Regions from separate parts of the Mus musculus genome. Here all the other regions are linked to region 1. The links are chromatin contacts, called in public ChIA-PET and HiChIP or PLAC-seq maps. All regions are on one chromosome and are shown on one strand. The core of a region is the stretch at or near the end of the contact, and the rest is flanking DNA. Distances in the headings are between cores, read along the strand shown.

The links. ChIA-PET counts read pairs in DNA pulled down with a chosen protein or histone mark. HiChIP or PLAC-seq counts read pairs in DNA pulled down with a chosen protein or histone mark.
Region 2: a FOXA1 HiChIP or PLAC-seq map of pancreatic cancer cells shows a contact between it and region 1. The contact joins the promoter of Cby3 here to the promoter of Mapk9 in region 1. A contact is called at or near these places in 7 of 39 promoter capture datasets (embryonic stem cells, hippocampal neurons, liver and 2 more), 1 of 484 Hi-C or Micro-C datasets (embryonic stem cells), 1 of 115 datasets of contacts at active chromatin or transcription factors (pancreatic cancer cells) and 1 of 9 other capture datasets (liver).
Region 3: a contact with region 1 is called in an H3K27ac HiChIP or PLAC-seq map of thymic regulatory T cells, with 2.8 times the contacts expected there. The contact joins the promoter of Maml1 here to the promoter of Mapk9 in region 1. A contact is called at or near these places in 9 of 39 promoter capture datasets (3T3-L1-derived adipocytes, embryonic stem cells, fetal liver and 4 more), 3 of 484 Hi-C or Micro-C datasets (all in embryonic stem cells) and 1 of 115 datasets of contacts at active chromatin or transcription factors (thymic regulatory T cells).
Region 4: an RNA polymerase II ChIA-PET map of memory CD8 T cells shows a contact between it and region 1, with 78 read pairs. The contact joins the promoter of Sqstm1 here to the promoter of Mapk9 in region 1. A contact is called at or near these places in 2 of 39 promoter capture datasets (pre-B cells and stem cell-derived epiblast-like cells), 1 of 484 Hi-C or Micro-C datasets (embryonic stem cells), 4 of 115 datasets of contacts at active chromatin or transcription factors (effector CD8 T cells, embryonic stem cells, memory CD8 T cells and 1 more) and 4 of 9 other capture datasets (adipose tissue, embryonic stem cells, liver and 1 more).

What each region holds. Positions count from the first base shown.
Region 1 is chr11:49,845,018-49,849,300 of GRCm38.p6, reverse strand. It overlaps Mapk9 (mitogen-activated protein kinase 9), which reads right to left and starts at 2,550. Exons shown (of 12, transcript NM_207692.2): 1 at 2,326-2,550. Gm36507 (a long non-coding RNA gene) reads left to right here and starts at 3,004. Exons shown (of 4, transcript XR_003949545.1): 1 at 3,004-3,086.
Region 2 is chr11:50,355,423-50,359,705 of GRCm38.p6, reverse strand. It overlaps Cby3 (chibby family member 3), which reads right to left and starts at 1,945. Exons shown (of 2, transcript NM_029691.1): 1 at 1,903-1,945; 2 at 4-666. The coding sequence starts at 452. The coding sequence ends at 30. It overlaps Mir804 (microRNA 804), which reads left to right and starts at 1,827; the gene lies at 1,827-1,921.
Region 3 is chr11:50,289,757-50,294,039 of GRCm38.p6, reverse strand. It overlaps Maml1 (mastermind like transcriptional coactivator 1), which reads left to right and starts at 1,704. Exons shown (of 5, transcript NM_175334.3): 1 at 1,704-2,314. The coding sequence starts at 1,979. Canx (calnexin) reads left to right here. Exons shown (of 15, transcript NM_007597.3): 15 at 1-83.
Region 4 is chr11:50,209,091-50,213,373 of GRCm38.p6, reverse strand. Sqstm1 (sequestosome 1) reads left to right here and starts at 2,554. Exons shown (of 8, transcript NM_011018.3): 1 at 2,554-2,821. The coding sequence starts at 2,617.

The DNA.
Region 1 (4,283 bases), core at 1,301-3,800:
GTGAAAGATAACTTTGTATGTAGACAAATATAGCAGCCTACTGACAAGTTTATAGTTTTCTTTTAAGATCAGATTTTTGTTTTATCTTATAAGCTTTTAAAAATTAGTAACTCATTAATAATTACTTTGTTTGGCATTTTGATTTGTACAGAAGGTTAAGACTTATTTTTCCATTTGAAACTGACAAATCCAAGTATACCTTTGACCATTCATAAAGGACACAGCAAAGTATCCGTTAACAAGTAATTATAAAGTCCCGAGACCCTGCAAATTAAAACCTCAGGAAAACCAAAGCTCTCCAGAGATTATGCCCCAAAAACGACAATTATTTTTAACTATGCAGGACTCTTCTGAAAGGGAGGAGAGAAACATTTATAGATTGGCTATTGTTCTTCCAGAACAAATCGAAAACCAAACACAAATAGAGCTGAGAACCTTAGATTGAGGGCAATCTGGGTTCGAGTTCTCACTGGCTGCCTGCGCTGAAGCAAACTGCTGAAGCACTGAGCCTCCGTTTCTTCCTCTGTGGAACCCAGTGTGCCAGCCACACTCAAATGAGTGCCTGGCTGGTATCTGGGGAACAGGGCCTAGCTCCTCTGGCCTCAGGCTACAGTTCCTGCTCCTCCATGCTTCTCCCTCCCACACTGCCTGCTCAGGAGGTTAGCAGTGCTGCATGAGGTCCGCATTTTGGCTTGGCACCAAATAGCTAGTTTTAATTAGCTATTGCCAACACTGACATATCAGAGTCCAGATACAAACTTGGAATCCTGGCTTTTACAAAAATTGCTGAACCAAGTTCTGGAGCTCTGGGGTCTCCAGCACCCCATAAAGCCCCACACTTGCCCTGGAGGGCTGATTCTTGGCTCCAGACTGAGCAGAGTTCCTTGTTGATCTTGCCCTTTCACTTTCTGTCTGTCCCTGCTCAAGGCCCTCCAGCACCCCCACCCCACACCCTCCATTTCTAGGGCACAGACCCTTCACTATAGCTGGTGTCATATCCTGTCCTAGAACTGTGTGCATGCCAGTCTGCTCTATGGGGCTCCTGGACTCTCTGGGGGACGGTACCCTGTTGCTATCTCCTTTGTGTCCCCAGAGCCCAGCAGAAAGCATGACCTAGATAATACAGAATCCAGTAGATAACTCCTGAATGTGTGGAAGGAAGCCAGAGCAAAACTCTTACCAAAACGTATTTTTTTTATCACAAATTGTTCTGACAGCTACTAGAAAGAGATTAAAAACATGAAAATATTTCACAAAGTGAGAATCAGCGTCTGTTTGCTTACAAGTTTCACAAGTTAAAGTCACCAACAAAATGGACAAAGCAGAGATAATAATAGGCAGGGATGGTCTTACTGTTCATTCACTGATCTGACTTTACAGATGAAACAACTACCTGTACTCACCATGCTATACAAAAAGGACGGGGCAATAAATCAGATAGCATCAATCCAGAGTAGGTACTGGATGGAAAATTAAAGAAACTGATGAGCGAGAATGACTAAGCGAGGGAAAAGGGTGGTCAAGCTAGGTAGGCCTCGCCTATAACAAGACACTGAACCACAGGAGGAAGCGATGTGAGAGAAGACAGCTGGGTAAAAATCTTATAGACAACTCTGAACATAGAGAAATCGAAGTGCAAAGGTCCTGAGGTAAATAAATGATTTTGGCATGCCCAAGGCAGGTGAGCTTAGGATAGGAGAGCAGAGATCTGCTTCTGTTAAGAGGGGAAGGAGTGGCGGAGGAGGTGGGCAGGGCCCACTCTGGCTTTGCTGGGCACTGAAGATGAATGACAAGGCTCGGGAGGGGGGGCAGAAGTGGGGGAGGACTCTAAGCGGATGAGGGGGAGTTCCTACGACACTCACATCAGCAAGGGAGCATTTATTTACCCACTCAGATGCTCTCAAATGTGCGCCTTAGGCTTCTCTGCCCTAACGCTTTGAGACAGTTACACTGCCCGTTAACAACCCCGACCAAACCCTAGACATTCTACCATTACTCCCGAGGGGAAAGCAGAGGGCCAGTGAGGGTCGCAGTCACCGCCAAGGTCGCGGGGACCAGAGCTCAGGCTCCAGGGCATGCAGCGGGGTGCAGCGACGTGCCTCACAGCTGGAGGAAAGGCGCCCACAGATCCCTGCGGGCAGGTCTGCTGGGGCCCGGCCAGACAGCCGGCCTGCAGCCCTGGGGCTGCACACACCAGGCGGGAGAGAACGACCGCGGAACCGTGGATAGCCGGGCAGTACCGAGCAGTCCACCCCCTGAGCCCCGCACCCCAGGCCCTGCGTGGCCCGAGCAGCCCCGCCAGGCCTAGCCGCCCGCCCGGCTCACCTCGGCTCCGCGCCGCCGCGCCGGAGGCAGAGGGAGGGCACGCTGGCGGCGATGCGTTCTGGCGGCACCCAGCTCCACGACCTGGACCCGGTCGCCCCGCCCCGCTCTGCTCCGCCCCGTCGCCGTCGCAGTGGGTGTGAGGGGCGCGGGGCGCTGCGACCCTTCCGGTCCGGTTCCCTTCTGCTCCGCTGCTGCCACCGCCGCCGCCGCCGCCGCGGCGCTCAGTCTGACGGATTCTTAGGCCAGCCAATCAGAACTAGGATATCCAGACAGGCGGGACCAATTGAGACTGGGGGTGGGCAAGGCTGGGCAGTACGGGCGTGGCTGGAGGCTGGGTGTGGGCGGGGCCAGTGGCGCGCTCTGGATGCCCTAGTGCAGAGTGGCGCCCCCTAGGCGGCTCGCCGTCTGACCGTCTGCTTGCTGGAAGAGCGTCCGCCAGTGTGCACAGAGTTAGGGATCCAGGTCAAGCTAGGACCGTCTCCTGAGCCCGCCCTCCAGGGCCAGGAGACCCGCATGCGCCGGAGAGGGTGGGCCAAGGGGAGCCAGAGCCGGGGAGGGGCGAGGCGTGACTTTGCGACTACAGTGTAGGAGCCATTGTCAGGCCTCGGTTGTAGCAGGTGCAAATGGAGAGGCGACTTGGAAAAGGACTAAAGACAGCCGGGTTAGACAAGAGTTCTGGGCATGATCAAGGACTTGAAGCCTGGGAACCTGGAGTACAACGGCCCCGGAGGAAGAACCAGGACAAGCCGCGGGGCCTTGGGGTTTGTTTTTCACTAAGGCAGATGCCACACTGAATGGGATCATAACAGGGGTGCGGCCAGATGTCCAGAAGGTGGGGGTTGGGGAGACGGTGACCATGACCCTGATGAGTCAGTGACGGGTATAGCCTAAAGAGGCCTCTTATAAGAGACAAGTTTCTGCTTTGGTGTAGAGGGGTGAGGAGGGTGTCCGTCCAGTGCTGAAGGGCTTCTAGACAGTGGGTCTTTAACACTGCTGCTTTTGTTGACGCTTCTGCAGACCTCTGGCTCTCAAGTAGGTTCCAGAAGGTCTGAGGTGAATCAGATGTTTGGAAAACTCAGAATTTGGGATTCTGACTACTCTGTGTTTTGATAGAGAGGCTGCAAGTGAGACAGGGACGTTGAACACACTGAGGGAAGCTACGAACAGGTTAGGCTGAGGACTGGTCAATAAGGGATTGGAAAAATGGAGACAGTAGTTGACAAGTGGTGTCTATGGTGGTAGAGCTGTAGTCACAAGATGCCAAGGAGGAGCCAGGGAGAAGGACTCTGCGTATAGGAAGATCAAGAGACTAGGAGGCCCCATGAATCTCCGCAGAATTTGAAGAGAGCTGTGACTCTGGTTTCAAGCACTGAACTAGGGTGGTGGAGGCTCAGAGGAGCAGTAGGGTCGAGAAGGGGATCCAGACAATCACAGTGTCTCTGTCCTATTCTGCTTTTATATTGGTGTGACAAGGCACAATGACCAGAAAGCACTTCGGGGAGGAGAGGGTTTATTTTGGATTAGAACTCTGAGGTCACACTCCATCGTTAAAGGAAGTAGGAAACTCAAGGCAGGAACCAAAGCAGAGGAAGTGGGGGAACGCAGCTCACTAGGTCAGGGATGGAACTGCCTCCAGTGTGCTAGGCCCTCCCACATCAATCATTTGTGAAGAAAATGTCCCCACAAACTTTATTACAGACCAATCTTAGGGAGGCATTGTCTCAGTTAAAAGTCTCTCTTCCCAGATAGGACTAAATCGAGTTGACCAAGCCCAACTAGCAGAGTCCTCCTTTGGCCACCCCCATGCTGGCCACCAGGGGGAGTATGGTTTATTCCTGCTCAAAATTCTCCTAGTTCCTGAGTGTGCTGCTTTGAGAAAGGTTCTTTTTGTGAGCTTCTGTCCACACCTGTCCTCACCTCGGCTCTTCCCGTCACTGCTTTAGAAGCTCCAAAGAAAA
Region 2 (4,283 bases), core at 696-3,195, 510 kb before region 1:
GGCCCTGCTTTAGGTACAACTTTATTGCATCACCGCGACTCCAGAGCGCGCGGCTGGATTATAAGTACTCCCGCGCCCCTTTGCTTGGGCATCTTTCTCTTCCAGGAGCGCGCCGGGGCCGCAGGGTTGTTATCCGCGTCCACCTTCTTCTCCAGCAGTTGCATGCGCGCCGTAGTCTCTGTTAGCATGTCCATGAGCAGTTCTTGCTGCAGCTTCAGGTAGTTATTCTCTTCCAGCAGCACCTGGCTCTTAATCGGCTGCACTTGTGGCTTCCAGGCCGGGATGGTGGAGGAGGGCAGAGGCGTGCGCGCGCTTGCGCGCTTCCCCTCTGGGGTCCAGCGGCCGCCGCGGAAAACGAAGGCCTCGTCGCTCAGTCGGGTGCGCGGCTCGCCGTAGTTGAGCCCCAGTTCGGCCTGTCGCGTGCGGTGGTCCAGCAGATAGAAGGTGGACATGGATGAGATATGGCGCAGCGGTGGCCTCCGCGGCGAGAAGCGGCGCGAGAAGTGGTCGACCCAGAATTGCCTCACCTGTTTCCACAGGCGGCCCGCTTGGCTCGCCGCCAGGCACTCAAAGGCCTCCAGGGTGAAGGTGGTGTGGGCCACGCGGGGCGCGCGGGTGTCTGGAACCCTGATGTTCTGGAATGGTGAAGGCGAGCCAGTGGCACTGCTGGAAAGCAAATGGCCTGTGAGCGGCCTGCTCAGGCTAGACTCTGCAGTTGTAGGCTAGTAGGGGAGCCCATTCCTGCATAGTCACACCAGCCGTGTTCACCAAAATTACCTCCCCGGGACCCTTTATCTAGGATGTAGGTGTGTAAGAGATAATGTAGGGCTGGGCAGTGATGGCACATGCCTTTAATCCCAGCACTTGGGAGGCAGAAGCAGGTGGATTTCTGAGTTCGAGGCCAGCCTGGTCTACAAAGTGAGTTCCAGGACAGCTAGGGCTACACAGAGAAACCCTATCTCGAAAAACAAACAAAAAAAGAGATAATGTAAAGGCCCAGAAACCACGTTCTCTGAAATGCTGGAAGAGACCACAGGTAGGGGGCCACAAGTAGAGATCAGTAGCCAAGCAAGTAGGACAGGCCTTTTCTTGCTGACAGCTGTGAGGCAAAGGGCTGTCATGTTCCAGATGCATGAAAGAGCCGACAAATAGGATTGGTTCCGAGAATAGCAGAAACGTAGGCTAGAAAGGTGAGCCAGAGGGCATTTTTCGGTACAGTACAGGGAAATTGAACATTGTGGTTGTCATTCTTTAAGGGAGGCTGCTGATGGCTGCAAAGTCAGGGTTAGTGTGAACTCGGCAGAGCATCTGTCTGGTGAGATGTCTAGCACATTCTAGCACTGGCACCTGCTCCATGCCAGGTCTGGCCTGCACAGAGGATACCACAAGCACAGCCTTTGTCTATCCTCAAGATGTTCCTGGTCCAGCTGGAAAGGCGTGTATTAACATCCAGTGTAATCAATGACATCATAGGACAGACAGGTAGGTGCCTTAGCCTAGACCCATACTTAGCTTTCAAGTAACTAGAATGCTGCACACTAGAGTTAACTTTTGTTCCTAGCCAACTACTGATAGGAATCTAAAGCCCAGATAACTACCAGAACCCATCTTACTTGCTTCCTAACTCTTCTCACAACACCTATAAAGTGCTGATTCTACAGTGTGGTTTTTCAAATACCTCTCCTGCCATCGAGGGCAGGAGTGAAAACTGCTGTCGGGTTTCCTTTGCCACACCTTCATTAAACCCAACAGAATTGTGCAGGTGGGCAGAGACAGGTGTTCTCCCCCACCCCCTGATTTAACTCATGGAGCGAGTCTCTGGAAGTCCCTACACATCCATCTTTGAGGTTACAACTTCCCCAGTAGACTGTTTCCTGACATTCCTTGTGAGTTGTTCCTCACCTGGAAGATGTGGTGGCGGTGCCCAAGCTGCTGTCCCAGGCCTGGCCCCATTTCTGGGTTATGGCACCCACCTGTCTGCCAGCTGTGACTCACAATGCCTCCCTGCCAGGCCTCCTAGGGTAGAGGTGGTGTAGACAGTGAAGTGTGTTCAGTTACGGGAAGTTTCCGGAGCATTGACTGTGCTCCAGGCACTGTTCTGGGGGAGGGAAGACGTTCAATCATAAAATCGCACCCCTCATTTTGTTTAAATCTTTGTTTTGATTTAGGTCCTTTTGAGACAGGATAGCCCAGGTTACCCTGTAGCCCAGGCTAGTAAGAATCCTCCTGAGCCAGTCAGTGGCAGCAGGTGGGTTTCAAGAGTTCGAGGCCAGCCTGGTTCAAGGCTGCCAGGGCTACACAGAGAAACCCTATCTGGAAAAACAAAACAAAACAACAACAAAGGGATCTGCCTGCTTCCTGCCTTAGCCTTCCAGCCGGATTATAATCATATGTTTCTGGCTTCTATGTGGAAGGTGGGAGTATGGGTAGTGTGACCTCTGGCCAAAAGCTAACCTCCAGTATCTTCTTGATCACTCTTCACCTTACTTGTTTGTTTACTTATTATAAACATAAAGGCAGGGTATCTTTATGGAGTCCTGGCTATCCTGGAACTAGCTCTGTAGACCAGGCTGGCCTCAGACTCACAGAGATCCACTTGCTCTGCCTTAGAGTGCTGAGATCAAAAGTGCACCAACCTGCCTGGTCTTCCACCCTATTTTTTGAGTCAGAGTCTCACTGAACCTGGAGTTAGCAGAGTCAAAAGGCCAGCTGGCCAAAAAGCTGTAGGGATCTTCTACCCCCACCTTTGCCAGGGAAGTGTCTTCTTGGAGTTGTAGTGACATCAAAGGTGAGAGAGAGCTCCCAGAGATGCACTCTGTGAACAAGGTGGGAGTTGGGTACCACTCGACTTCTGGCCAGCTATGAAAGTCATGTGTTGTATTAATGAAGATAGGGCAGAGGGATCTTACTCATTCTGTCTCTCCCTTAAGTTCCAGACAGACATTGCTGTACCCTGCAGATTGTGTGTGTCAGTGTCCCGTGTCAGCACTGGGGTTAGAGATGCAGGCTGCCACACTCACTCAATCCCATGAGAACTGGGGTTCTGCACTCAGGGTCTCAGGCTTGTGCAGCAGGCCCCTCCCTCACTGAGCCATCTCAGGCCCCTTACTTGGGTTTTTGGAGACCTGATCTCACTTTGTTAGCCTAAGCTGGCTCAAATCTCCTAGGCCTAAGTGATCCTCCTCCCATCTTAGTCTCCTGAGCAGCTCCAGCCTATAGGCTGTGGCACACAGTACCTTAAGCCAACATTCTTGGCAATGGGGTGGATGGGAGGTGAGCATAAGGAATCTGGTATTGCTCTAGAACACATGTAGATTGCCCTCCAGGAATTTTAGTGCAACCTTAGTCCAGAGTGTAGCAATGGAAACTTTTGGGGGCAGATTGAGCCCAGGGCTTCCTGCATGATATTTGTATACTCTTCCAGTAACTTTTTAATTTTTTTCAAATCCTACTTTTAATGATTTTTTTAAAGATTAATTACTATACATAAGTACACTGTAACTGACTTCAGACACACCAGAAGAGAGTGTCAGATCCCATTACAGATGGTTGTGAGCCACCATGCGGTTGCTGGGAATTGAACTCAGGACCTTTGGAAGAGCAATCAGTGCTCTTACCCTCTGAGCCATCTCGCCGGCCCTTAATGGTGGTTCTTAAATGCTTTAACCTCCCTTGTAGCCCACCACCCACCAGAAGTAGTGGGAAAGAAAGGATTCGGGAGAAGTGGACTTGTTTAGAAAGGTTCTTTGGAGCCACTCCCATCTGGGTTGTCAGGAAATCAGCAGTTCAGTTCACTGGTCAGCAGCGGCAGCTCGATCCACTCACAAACACTTCACAATACACCAGCAGTCTAGTTTGGTGGAATGAGGATAGCAAACACGAATCGGGCATGACCTAGCAGAGACAGCCAGGCCTCAGCCTCTGCTTGAGTCAGCAGGAGGGACAAAGAGGAAAACCAGTTCTTGGCTATGCCTCTCTCAGGGAAGTGAAGATGAGGGCAGACTCAAGACCCACAAGCATTGCACAACTAGCTCTGTAAGCAACCTAGCTAAGCCTCTGTCACTGCTAAGTCTTACTTATCTCCTCCAAACATCACGTGTCCTCCACAGGTCTTGCCTCAGCATGTGTCTTGCCACAACAGATATCACTCTGCCAATCAGCCCAAGGCCAGGGAAGTGGCAAGAAACTGCAGCACACTACCAGAAGTTTTATGGTGCATTTCTCTCTATGGAGTCCCAACAGATGTAGCTCAGCTACACAGTGTGAGGCTAACAATACATGTA
Region 3 (4,283 bases), core at 455-2,954, 450 kb before region 1:
TACTCTTCTATTGTCCACTTTTCAGATTGTCACACTGCTAAATGACATTATATTAAAGCCCGTGTTAAATATCTGTATCATAACACTGAATGTTTTTACTGTTTGAATAATGGTTAATTTAGTCTTTTCTCATAGGAGACCTTAATTTAGTTTTGTATTTAAGTGATGGTTTAGTCATTACCATTGTGTAAAATGGACCTCAGCCCAAAAACTTTTTCATTGCTGGCATTTGAACCAGTGCTCTACCACTGAGCTACACCCTGTCCTCCTAGATACTATTCTTTAGGATATATATATATATCTTTTAACAGCTTTTATTAGAAAAAAAGTTTCTCAGGCTTCATATTTGAGGATATTGGAAGTCATGCCCAGGATATTTTGTGTTTTAGGTTGCGTCCTGAATCCATACACTATAGAGTTTTGAAGATAACCTTGCACTTCTAACTGGGCGTAATGGTGTGATCAGAAGCAGAGGCAGGCCAGCCTCAGACAATATATTTGAGGGCAATCTGGGGTACCTGACACTACAGTTTAATGGTGGGCTGGAGAGTTGGCTCAGCAGCTAAGTACCCCACTGCTCTGCCAGAGGTCCTGAATTCCCAGCAACCACATGGTGGCTCATAATCATCAGTAATGGGATCCGATGCCCTCTTCTAGTGTGTATGTGAAGACAGCTGCAGCGTACTCATGAGGTCCTGGGTTCAGTCCTTCATCACTGCATACAAAAGCTGCTGGTTTCACTTGAGTGCTGATTGTAATGCTTGGCACTGGGAAGAAGCAGTGCTCACTTATCTTTGCCACTCCCGCCACCAAAAACTTAGAATTCCTTTTTCTTATTTTAACTCCATGTGTATAAAAACACTTGGCTGTTAGCTTTTTTTCTTTGTGATTTTAAAAATAAAACTTTAATGAACTCTAGTAAGAGGTTAAAGGGTGACATGTTTGAGTGGCTCGTGAGGTCTTCTATTGCAAAGCCTCCCAGCATCTCCTATGGCAGTTTGGGTGTCAGTAACCATCCAGAACATTTTTTGGTCCTTTCCTGGCTTTTTACCTTCGCTCACTTGCTTGCTAGTGGCATCACTGGAACCCAGTGCTTTGGATTGGATTTTGAGTGACTCAATTTTATATATCAGTCGGTTTTTAAGTGTATGCCCCTGTAGATCTAAATAACTCCAGTCCCCAGTATTGAGGCTCTTTCCCACCCTCACCCCTCCAAGTAATGAGCTATTGCTCACAGTACCAGTCAGTGATAACTATCTCTACTAGGTCGCTCAAGCTCAAAACAATTCTGATCAATTACGTGGCTGTATGTAAAGAATGAGGTCGGAAATGGCTGACCTCGAAATAGTGTGGGTGGACTAAAAAGATAGACAGCTTTGGACATCTGGGTCTTAAGGCTTCCACCTCACTCAGACTTAACCCGCGTTCCTCACGAACCCGGAAGGGACTGCTTTCAGGGGGCGGTGTTCAGAAAACGTGGCTCTTCTTGGATAGGTTCCCGTCAGTCACAGTTCACTCTCCCGCACTGAGCCCGCCTCGGGCTTCCCTCCTCGCCAGAGTGTTCAGTTTAAATACCCGAAAATTCCTGACGTGCTTGTCCCCCACGCCCTCGGGCAGCGGGTTTCCTTTGATTGGCTAGAGCTTCGGTCCATCAGCAGTGACGCAGAGTTCGCCGGCCCAGGCCCCGCCCTCTTCCGAAAGCCCCGAAAACAATTTTAAGATGGCGGCGGCAGCGGCGCGGAAAACAATGGGGCAGGGGTATAGCGGACAGGCCGAAGCCTGAGGCGGGCGGTGTTCCCCGGCCTGGAATCGGGCCGAGCGGGGCCGGAGGAAGACCCGCCGCCGCGCCCGAGCCCGCTCCACAGCCCGGCCGGACATGGCGCGGGCGTGAGGCGGATCCGGGCCGTCAGAAGCGGAGGAACCCGAAGTGGCAGCCGGCGCCGGGAGGCCCGGGCCCGGCCAGTGCCGCCCGCGGCCCATGGTGCTACCCACCTGCCCCATGGCGGAGTTCGCGCTGCCGCGGCACAGCGCGGTCATGGAGCGCCTCCGCCGGCGCATCGAACTGTGCCGGCGCCACCACAGCACCTGTGAGGCCCGCTACGAGGCTGTGTCTCCCGAGCGCCTGGAGCTCGAGCGCCAGCACACCTTTGCCCTGCACCAGCGCTGCATCCAGGCCAAGGCCAAGCGCGCCGGCAAGCACCGGCAGCCGCCGGCCGCCGCCACGGCCCCGGTTGCCGCTCCGGCCCCCGCCTCGGCCCCGGCGGCCGCGCGCCTGGACGCAGCGGACGGCCCGGAGCACGGCCGCCCGGTCGCGGTGAGTAAGGCTGGCGCCTGCCACAGCAATACTCACTCCCGAAAACGCCTCTTCCGGCGCGGATCGGGCCTTGGGGAAACTTTCCCGAGCGCCCCCATTTCTTAGTCTGGGTCCTGGGAGGTGGCTAACATGGCAGGGCGCTTGTCATCTTCCAGAAGTGGCACTGCGGTGTACTTTGGGAAAACGTCCCCTTGAGGACTTGAGTGAAATCGGGGCTGGAAAAGCAGGAGGTTAGTTGCTGGTAGGCTTTTCTCCTAAACTTAATTTCCAATTGATGAGAACTTCGTCTTGGAGCAGACCCGCGTTGGAGTTGCCTAGGATGTAGGGCGTTCTTGCACCGTAGGCCTGGCCTCGCTTAGTCTGCAGATGTTGATTGGATCTTTGCTTCGTGGAGGTTAGTTAGGGCTTTAATATGGAAATAAGTCTCCCTTCAGTTGACAGTATCCCGCGGTTTCGGAATGGAAAATTGAAAAGTCTTTGGAAGCTTCGGTAAACGGAGTTGCTTAAAAGGCATTCGTTTTCCCCCAACCCCCGCAAAAGGGAACTTTGGAATTTGTGAACGCCTGATTCCTGCTATATTATTGACAGTTCCAAAATTAACCTACTAAGCCTGTTAAAAACCTCTGATAATATTAATAGTTGTTGAACGGGGGAAATGACGTTACTTGTTGGTCAGCTGTGCCCTTTGGTTTTTAGTAGCTAATCCCGAGATTTATTGGTTAGAAGTTTTGCCTCCCTGAAACTGATTTATAAACCGGAAACCTGTGTGGAGGGGCGGGGGAGGGGAATGGGTGTTACAAAATTCTTGGTAGTTTAAAAGTAAAATTTTACAACACTTAAGTTGTTTGGTAATTCTAATTTATGTCTTCATTGTCTCTCACTTGGGCCGTTGTTAAAACTCTTCCCTAACTGGTGGTTAGTCTTTCAGTCACTTAATACCCTTCCTCTTGAAATGTTAGAAACCCTTCTGTTGCTGGAGGGAATTAGGTTTAATCTTCGGTTGGCTTTCGGAGCCAGCCGGAGCTAGCCTGTCTTTTCATGTGCCCCACAGGGCTATTGCTTTCCTTCCTTCCCACACTATCCCCGCTGCGAGACCACACGGCAGAACACACCGGTTCTGACCCAGCTGCTCGAGTCTTCTCATCCTCACTTTCCCGCCTGTAAATCGAGGGTATGTTGTGCGCCTTACAAGGTTTCTTGAAGCAATCAAATGAGTATGAGGTTAGGTGTGGTTGATTCCTGCCCAGAGGTAGGAAGGAGGAAAGAAGAAATGACAGTGGATGTGATGTGAACAAATTTCTCAAACTAAACGGCTGCTTGCAGGATCTTTCTCAACATTTTCAGAATCCTGCCGTCCTTCCAGCCACAGCCTACCTTCATCTGCAGTTAGTGAAAAACCAGCCCACAGCAGAATCTCCTCTCTCAATACAGTTATGAAGTATATGTATATGTGTGTGTGTATGTATGTATGTGTACATGTTTCTGGTTTGGTTTGGTTTTACTTCTTTTTTGTTTTTTGGTTTTTTTTTTTCAAGACAGAGTTTCACTGTACTCTCTCTCTGGAACTCACTCTGTAACCTCAGACTCAGAGAGATCCACCTGCCTCTGCCTCTGGAGGGCTGGAATTAAAGGGGTACACCACCACTGCCCAACTTACACCCTTTGTTTTTAGCACATAGTCACATATTACTTCAACCATACTGTGTCTTGCCAAGTAGACTGTAAGCTTTGGAGCCTGAAAAGGCTTGGGCTAAGTCCCATTCATATTTTAGGCCATCCATATACTTGTTGAGTGATTGATAACCAACTTGGGTGTGCTTTACCCAAAATGACTTTAACTAACATCTTTCTTGAAAGATCTCCACCTTTCCCCCAGTCCCTGTTGGGGGATTGAGCCTAAGACATTGTAATTATTGGTTGTCTTAGTTGGAATTTCTATTGCTATGAAGAGACACCATGACCACAGCAG
Region 4 (4,283 bases), core at 1,305-3,804, 360 kb before region 1:
TCGGGTCCTCCAGAGACCCCTCCCGAGACCCTTCTCCAGACATCACACCCTCAAGGACCTTTTCCATCCTGTCTGCTGGCACTGGACCGGATGGCAGCAGCTTGGGATCCCCCTGTTATGACCATGATCATGGGACTCTGACTCATAGCCGCCCAGGCCACCTGACCACAGCAAGCAGAAAGGGCCCTACCAGGGGGTTCCCCAGCCACCGCCTTGTTTACCTCCCTGGTTGGCCTGGGAACTCAGGAGAGAGCCTGAGTCGCTGTAGGCTGTAGGGCATGCTGGCCTGGCCTGGAACCCAGGGCATCTCCCCATTTCTCTTTCTTCCACTGGTGACAGAGTAAAGGATTTCCCCACAGTTCCCCATTGGCTCAGACATTCCATAGGAAGTTTGGTCTGATTGAAGCTTTAAGGCTGTCAGGCCACTAGACTGCTGAGTCACGCTTGGCCAGCAGCTGACATCGGGATACAGCCTTTGCGTCCCCACTGTCCTCTGCATTAGCAGAGGGTCCTGCAGGATCAGGGGCCTTTTCCTGGGCTAGCAACTGTTGGAGAGGAAAGCCTAAAACTGGGATTGTCCTCTGGGGCAATAGGTGTGTACCTTCTAGCCACCAGGGAAATGGCAGTCACACCTGTGTGGCAAATCACTGTCCATTGCTGAGTTTTCCTAAAATTACAGATTTTTCTGCTCTCACAAAACCAATTCTGAGAGAGGTCCAGGGAAGACATGATAACTGGGAGAGGGGCCCTAGGAAGCTGGTGTGGAGACCCTGCCTCAGGGAGACGACTTGAGCTCCAATTCTGCCCTGCATGTCTTCTCCCATGACTTTGACTCAGCAGGTCTAGTCCTATGGAAAGGACCATACCTAGAAGGCCTTACAGGGTGACACCCTTCTCAGCCTCTAGCCTTCCCAGGACTGGGTTCCTGCTAAGAGCTCATTTTACTTTATTCATTTAATTTGTGGTTTGTTTTTATTTTTCCCTGAGACAGGGTTGCTCTGTGTAGCCCTGGCTGTCCTGGAACTCACTCTGTAGACCAGGCTGGCCTTGAACTCAGAAATCCACCTGCCTCTGCCTCCCAAGTTCTGGGGTTAAAGGCATGTGCCACCACTGCCCTGCTTAATTTGTTTTTTTTTTGAGAGTAGGACTTGCTATGCAAGCCTGGCCGAGCCTTGAATTAGAATTCCTCTTGACTCAGCTTCCCAAGGGCTGGGGTTACAGATGTGTGTCATCATGCTAGCTAACAGGTCACTCTGGCCACAGAAAGCAGCATTTCCTGGTTTTGGCGTTTGTATTGGGGGTTGAACCTAAGATGTAACACATACTAGGCAGGTGCTCTGTCACTGAGCTATATCCCTATGCACCAAATTCCCATTAATGATATCTCCCGGGTATATCCCTACTAAGCTAAATCCTCATGACCTGTATCCCTACTAAGCTAAATCTCTATAAGCTGTATCCCTACTAAGCTAAATCTCCTGTATCCTTACTAAACTGTATAGCCAGATTCTTTATTCCCGCCCCCCAGCACCCAGACTTTTTTTCTTTCTTAGAAGCCTCATGCAGCCAAGGCTGGCTTTGAACTCTGGAACCTCTGACCTCCCAAGTACTAGGATCACTTTCTATTTTGAAACAGTTTCACCAAGTTGCTCAAGCAGAATATCTTGAACTTGGTCTTTTCCTGCCTCAGCACCTCAAACAGCTGGAATAACCAACCTGTGGCACAGGACTGGCTATAGCTTGTATTTTGGTTCCTAGATGGAGGGCAGGTGGTCTGATCCCTTTGTGCTTTGAAGCCACTAAGGCCTGAGATACATGTACCTTCCGAGAGAGAGAGAGAGAGAAAGAGAGAGAGAGAGAGAGAGAGAGAGAGAGAGAGAATATGAATGTGTGTGTATGTGTGTGTGTGTCTGGGCTGCAGTGAGGAATCTCTGGTTGCAATGAACAGGTTGTGACTACTGCTGCCTCTGGAGCCCTGGCTACCCCTCTTACAGGGTGGGTTTGTGAGAAGTCACCAGTGCTTGTCCAACACCTCTCAACCTGATCTTTGTTAAATTGGGTGAGGCCTAAGATGGTGGGTGATGTTCCTTTATTCAGTGAGGGGCTGGTCATGGTGGATGCCTGGAAGGGGGTGGGAGTGGGGGCTACTACCGGGGACACTATGTTTAGGAGGGTCGGAATAGCATCCTGTGAGACAGCCTGTTTGGCTAAAAGAATGGCTACCTGACAGTAGACATCTGTGTCCTCCTAGCTTCTGGGCCGTACATCCCCCCTGGCTTGGGGACGACACTGCTGAGTCATAGGCAGGCCCAAGCCTGGGAGGTACCTAGGCTCGATACTTACGGGTCCTTTTCCCAACGACTTGAGGCTGAGGCTGGTCTCTTGTGGTCACCCATGTATTCGGTGGGAAAGAAAAGAGTAGGCAGTGGGGTCGTCTCGACCCCGTACCTTTCAAGGGTCCCATCAAGGGGGCTCCAGCGGCCGCCCCAGCCTAGGGGAGGGGCGGGGCTCATAGAGGCTCCGCCCCCACGAGGCGGGGCTCCCCCGTTTTCTATAAAAGCTGGGCTCTCGGCGCCGCCGCTGCCCAGCTGTTTCGTCCGTACCTAGACCGCGGTTATGGCGTCGTTCACGGTGAAGGCCTATCTTCTGGGCAAGGAGGAGGCGACCCGCGAGATCCGCCGCTTCAGCTTCTGCTTCAGCCCGGAGCCGGAGGCGGAAGCCCAAGCCGCGGCCGGCCCGGGGCCCTGCGAGAGGCTGCTGAGCCGAGTGGCTGTGCTGTTCCCCACGCTGAGGCCTGGCGGCTTCCAGGCGCACTACCGCGGTGAGGGCCTGGGGCGGGGAAGCCAACCTCCCCCGCCAGGGAGTAGTAGGTCTGGGCGAGGACGAGGCGGCGTGTCCTCTGGCTCCCCGCGGGGACAGGGTGGTCAGGCGGCCGCTCAGGTTACATCTAACATCCAGCGGTTCGCTTGCTCCCCGTAACGCCCGGTGGTGGGTTCAGTTAAAGCCCCGGAAGACCTGGGACCAGGCAGACGTGGAGGAGGGGTGGAGAGGAGTGACGCGGATAAATAAGCAGCGGGGGCGGGGTGGGGCAGCCCGTGGGAAGGGAGGTAGGGGACCCCGGAACTAGCTCAGTCTCTTGCGTTGGAGTGGCTGGTGGCTGCATGGGGTGGAGCTAGAGGTTGTTGACAAGAGACGAGTGGACAAGACCCTCCCTGTGGGAGGGAATGGTTTTGCGATCTCTATGGAGGACTGTGGGTAGGCCAGGTTGGTTGGTCAGTCTCTCTCTTTTCTGAAATAAAGCCACGTAGCCTGATTGGCCTGGAATTCACGAGTGGTTTAGGCCGTCCTCAATCACTCCAATCCTCTTGTCTCAATTTTCTAGTGCAGGAATCACAGGGACTACTGGACAGAAAATTTTCAGTGTAACTGCGTTATAACCTAGGACCTGTGCAATTCACCCAGTAAAAGTGTATAACGATTATTCTTTCGTATTAGCAGAGACAGGTCTTACTATATGGCCGGGATGGCCTGTATCTCTAAATTGTCCTTCTGAGTCATCTTTGTGCTAGGCATCCAGTCCAGGGCTTCATGCATGTTAGGCCCTCGAGCAACTGAGCTACCTCCCCAGCTCCTTGCATTTAAAAAAAAAAAATGAGTTGTATAACTATTTTCACATTCGGCTTAGAATCTCTTCATTGTTTTATAAATTTTATTTATATATTACATAAAAATTATATAACAATTATTGTAATAATTATTATTTTATTATATAATTTTTTTCCTGTTTGTCATCTTGTATCCTTTCCAGTTCCAGGCAATGGCTGGTCTACTTTAGTATTCATTTTACTATTAGGAATTAGAACACATTAAAATGGCTTTTTTTTTTTTTTTTGGTTGCTTTTTCAAGACAGGGTTTCTCTAGGTAGCTTTGGCTGGTCTGTAGACCAGGCTGGCACAGTGAATCTTTGTTCATTCACTTATTAATATGTCTAAGGCCCATTTGTATTACAGCTCTCACTAGTACATCTTCCCCCCTCCAGTACTGGGAATTGAACCTAGGGCTTTGCATATGCTAGTCAAGGGCTCTATTTCTGTACATGGGCAGTATTTAATTTCTTTTTGTGTATGAAGAATAGTCTTCTTTGAATATGTCATGTTTAATTTATCTGGTCTGTAGTTTATGGACACTGTTTCTTTTGAGGCAATCTCTCTCATCTCCCTTATGGTAGCTGTTGCTAAATGGTTGCTCAGAGGCTCAGTCCAGCCTGCAGGTGTGTGGTTTT